Regions from separate parts of the Arachis hypogaea genome. Here region 2 is linked to region 1. Evidence: chromatin contacts called from public Hi-C data. All regions are on one chromosome and are shown on one strand. The core of a region is the stretch at or near the end of the contact, and the rest is flanking DNA. Distances in the headings are between cores, read along the strand shown. Region 1 holds the start of LOC112722363 (bidirectional sugar transporter SWEET5-like). Region 2 has its middle 4.7 kb from the start of LOC112722364.

Region 1 (2,546 bases), core at 31-2,530:
CTGAAAATTAAACAAGTCTTGCTTATACATTCACATATTTGTTTTCTTTGCAGTGAAAAAAACAAAGAATATAATCAATCAAATTAAGATGGAATTGGGAAATGAAAAGTGGAAGAAAAAGGAAAAACGTGGAGGATTTCTTGTACTAACCAATTATTCCGATAATTAGTCTTGCTAGATTAAGGTCAGCCATATCTGAAGTATCGAAAGAACAAACTGACGGAAGAAGGGTGAAGGGTGAAGGGTGAAAGGGTGAAAACACTAGGAAGAAAGCAAATATGTGACCACTAAGTAAACTTTAATTATTTGTAATAATAATTCATGATATGCGATAAATAGGTAATCATATATAACACAACTAATTTGGGATAAAAAAGTGTTCTAAATCTTAACCGCAACATATAAACAGATTGAAGAGTTGACCTCTGAACTCTCATCAGTCCTAGCCACAAGTAGCCTCTCTTTCTTCGGAATAACAGTCTAAAAATAACAACAGACATAAAATCCTCAGACGTATTGATTATTTATAGACTTTGCTTTGAAATGATTTTGACCCGGTTGTAACATTATATCAAACATGAGGATATGATTTCTTCAATAACTAATTTCACACCACCTCAAATTGATATATACAAAACTTGTAACGTAAACTAGAGAGGCTTACTTATTGAAATTTAGCTCCTGGAGTAAAAAAGTACAAGGAGCTAATTTCACAAATCTAAAAATATGACATCAGCAACCAATGTTGCAATATTTACACAACAAAAGTGCAGGGACTTGATCTTTTTTCCCCTTAAAAAATTTAAAAATAATGTGTTTTCTAAATTCTAATAGCACACTTGATTCACCAAACAGGAAGCGATGGTTCCTGCGGAACAGAGGAACCCTTGAAACCCGAAGCTCTGGTTTCACTGAAATCCTGCAGAACTTTGATGAGGAACCTTGCTTTCTTCGCCGCGTGGGAAGTACCTTCCGTGAGAAGCGAGTAAAGCAGAGGCATCACCGAAGGGTCCTTGGCCAAAACCGCCACAACCTCAGCACCAATGTTAACACAAAGCGAAAGCAAAATTGAAGCACAGTGCTCTTTCCCCAAGCGCAACGACGCCGTTTGGAGCATCCCAGTAATTAACGACAGAGCCGAAGCGCGCAAAATCGCGTTCGCTCCTTCCACATTCTCAGCTAAAACGGCCAAAACCGCCAAACATTCAGCTACAAGCTCGTCCTTCTCGGACGATCCCAACACGCCAACGAGCGCGTGAACGACACCCGCTTCGATTGCTCGTTTCTGGTTCCTTGGAACAAGAACCAAACCATAAATCGCAACCACTGCATTCCTCTTCCCGCACGTGGTTCCTTCATTCACCAACTCCACCAGAGAAGGAACCACCTCAGGGTTTTCCCCTACCACCTTTCTATACTCTCTCACTGATGAAAGGTAGAAAACAGTAGCCGCCGCAACTTGCCGCGCTTCGAGGCTGAGCCCTTTCTTTAAAACCGTTAGAATCGGTTTCAGACCGTTAGAATCCATGATGTGCTGGGGCCCAGTGGCATGCTTAGAAAGCTTCATCAACGCGGAAATTGCGTTTTCCTGTGTGGATTTCTCGTCCGTACAGAGCAGAAGATCAAGCAGAGGCGGAATTGTTCCAACTTGGATCAAGCACGCTCTGTTGAACAGATTGGACCTAGCAAGTAACCGAATCTCGTAAGCGGATTTGGATTTCTGTTTGTCCGTACCGAAGGCGAGCATCCGTGTGAGGAACCATGAGACGAACTGCATGGCGTGAGCGTTGGCCGCACTGCCTGGTAATATTGTATTGGCTAAGTCGCGGTTACGGTTGGTTGATTTTGAGAGGGAAATGCCGTTATCATTGCAGAACTGTTGGATGAGTCTCTTGAGGGTTGTGTTTGGGACGAGTTCCGTGTTTGAGAGATTCTCCCCTGTTTTAGGGCATATGGTGTTCCCTGCTTTCAGCCATTTCTTGATGGAAGCTCTGTCGTACGTTTGTCCAGTTGAAACCGTCACGGGATCCGTCATCATCTCCAGAGATATTGGGCAGCGAAAGTCCTCTGGATTGACGGACGTTATCATTTCCGTGCTCATTCTCGTTTCTGATTTCTCTCTGTTATTGCTAATTTCTAGTGTTTCAAAGATCACTACCCTGCAGTAGCTCATCAACCCTAACAAACTACTCAATAGAGGAGCGTCTCGCTCATGCTCTCGCTCGTTGCAGTTACTGCATTCTAAAGCGATTTCTTCTTCTAAAAGATTTATCTCTCTGTTAGACTCGTTCCACGTCTTGATTTCTAGGTACTCGATGATCTCTTTGAATGCATTCTTATCCACTTCGATTCCTTTTTCCAACTGTTTTAGAATTGAATGAACACTCTTGCTCATGTGCTCGTCTTTAGGTTCGTGCTCCATCTTTGCTTTCCTCGCTTGCTTCGCCAGCAGCTCCACCAGCTCCCTCACCTCGCCGGATACCTCGATTTCGTGGAGCGGAAGAACGTCGAGGGAAGTCGCCACGGCGCAAACTAGGGATCGAAAC
Region 2 (2,546 bases), core at 14-2,513, 52 kb after region 1:
CAGTCATTATGTCATCGGTCCAACTAGACCACAATATATCGGTTTATAATTAGAGTATGTATTGGGCACATGTAATATTATGAAAAACTTGTATCGAGAATTAATCTAAGCCATACATTTAGAATATTTCTATTTGGTCCATCAAAGTCTAGAATATACTTTCCACACCAAAACATTCCCTAATAACAGAGAAGATGGTGGGTTAACATATGGTGAAAGAAAAAAGAATTGAAAATAAATCTGTGATTTATGAATGTTGATCCAAGTAAATTTTTTCCTTTTTTATTATTTTGGAATTATTTGGGCGATATTTTCAAAAAAGATTTTTTTTAAATGATATTTTTTAAAAAAAAATTTATAAAAATAAAAAAAATTTTATGTTTAGATATCTCATGCAAAAAAAATTATTTTATCTATCAATTATATTTGGGTAAAATAAGATAAAAATACTTTTTTGCTCATTTATTATGTAAAAACATCTTTTTTTTTAAAAAAAAAAAGATCTTTTAAAAAAGATGTAAATTATAATTTCTCAAAAAAATATTTTTTTTATTTTTTTAGTACTTTTATTTTTATTATTAGAAATTTGCGAAACACACTAAAAAAATATATATTTCTTATCGATTTAATCACATCCAAATAAACACTTTATCTTTTTATCAATAGATTAGTAAAATGAAAATATTTAATGCAAACTAGTGCTTATAGAACCATATCTGTGTGTAAATGAAACTGAAAATTTCTTTTATTAAAAGAAAACAACATGAATATAACATGATAAATATATATAGTTAATATTGGATATGCCTTCTTTATTTCGGCTTGTATATTTTTTCTTTTTTTCCAACTTGCCTTCTGTACTATGATATTTTTTTCAAAAAGTATTTTTTTTAAATACTTTTTTCTCAAAGAAAATAATTCTTTCTTCTTTTTGCTTTTCGTATTCTTCAAACCCTCCCCCCCCCCCTCTTTTTTGTTTTCTTTTTTTTTTGTGATGTTTTTCTTCAATTTTATAGAGCATAAAAGATGATCGTCATTATTGCACATCTATAGCTTTCAGCTCATTCTTTACTTATTTGAAACCTTTTGACAGGTCTAAGGAATCGGCGTTGATGTTTTATCCAGTGAATATTTTATCAATTGACGCTCTTCTTTTCTTGCCATTACATCTTGTTATTTTTTTTTATGTTGTTCTTCTTAATCTTTATCATGATGCATGTGGTCCATTTGATTTGTACGTTTGTTGATTAGAATATGTCACAACGCAATTTTTGTTGAAGTCCAGTAGAAAATATTGACACTTTATTCTTAGTTTTGAAGGGTATTAGGCTGAACTGATTAGCCAAACTTCTTGTTCTTCTTTTTTTTTTTTTATTAACAAAACTAAATTTTTTTTATCTTATCTTTTTTTTGTCATACAGTATAATAAGCACAAATTAAATTATCAGCTACTTTATATTTTTTTTGAAAATATTATAATTGGGTCAAAAAATTATGGTACTCACAGCTACCTTTCTTTACTTGTTACTTATTTGATAATATGAATAAATATTTGTTTATATCTTATGAAATGAAGAAATTAGTGAAGAAAACAAAATGAATATGTATTTTGTTTGACCAGAAATATGGCCTTGGAGTCGTTAGGAGCTATCGAATGAGGACTTACGTGGTGCGGTTCCTGAGGGAATTAAATGAGCAATATGGAATTGTTTGTTCCCAAATTATACTTACAAAATTTATTCCCGCTATTAATGAGATATTTCCATTGCTCACTCAACAAGAGAGACAGTTTACTGGTTCAGATTTTGGAGGCATGAAGTTTCGCTGTTCTGACCAATTCAATTCATAATTTCAGTGACTCCACTCTCAGGGACAGGGGACACGGCGGTCGAGGTGGAAGAGGCAGAACAACATTGTTGAAGACTTGCTAATATTGTCACAAGACTGGTCATCTAGTAGATATATGTTACCAGAAGCATGGTTATTCACCTCACCTACAAAAGTCAAACACACCACGAGACTTGAGCAATGGATCTGTGGTTAATAACATTGTTGCTGATGGTGATGAGAAGCGTAACAACAACCTCAAGTTGGACAAAGAGAATGATATTCAAGCAGTGAGTAATCAGAGTTTGAGAGAAGCATTATATGCCTTTTTTCGACAGGAGTGTGCACAGCCTAATCAAAATGAGAGTGTGAGAGATGCCTGCCAATCCACAGCAGGAAAGAGAGGTATAACTTTAGAGGTTTACACACTTTGCATGAGCTTCCATATTACACATCTTTTATCGGTAAAAAATTTTTTTATTCAAACTCATGGGTGTTAGAAACAGATGCTACTAACCATGTGTCTCACTCGTTGCATTCTTTTAAAACCTTTAGGCATATTAGGCCTGTTTTGGTCAAGTTACCAAATGGATCACACAGAACAGCAAGTGTGAGTGGAATAGTGGTGTTCTCTGATACACTCTATCTTACTGATGTGTTGTATTTACCAAGTTTTAATTTCAACTCACTCTTTATATCTAAGCTCACAAAAAGCTTGC

What was found. Hi-C and Micro-C count contacts between places; a contact is called where the count stands out from the background.
Region 2: a Hi-C map of leaf shows a contact between it and region 1, with 5 times the contacts expected there. The contact joins the enhancer-like site here to the promoter of LOC112722363 in region 1. A contact is called at or near these places in 5 of 8 Hi-C or Micro-C datasets (leaf and an unstated tissue).

The regions. Positions count from the first base shown.
Region 1 is chr11:111,841,148-111,843,693 of arahy.Tifrunner.gnm2.J5K5, forward strand. It overlaps LOC112722363 (bidirectional sugar transporter SWEET5-like), which reads right to left and starts at 1,281. Exons shown (of 6, transcript XM_025773360.3): 1 at 151-1,281. The coding sequence starts at 193. It overlaps LOC112722362 (U-box domain-containing protein 19), which reads right to left. Exons shown (of 1, transcript XM_025773359.3): 1 at 502-2,546. The coding sequence ends at 845.
Region 2 is chr11:111,892,923-111,895,468 of arahy.Tifrunner.gnm2.J5K5, forward strand. No RefSeq gene overlaps it. Among protein-coding and RNA genes, the nearest start is that of LOC112722364, 4.7 kb to the right of the region's middle. Within about 2 kb of position 1,264, at least 1 of the 3 cell types and tissues checked has open chromatin away from gene starts, as enhancers often do.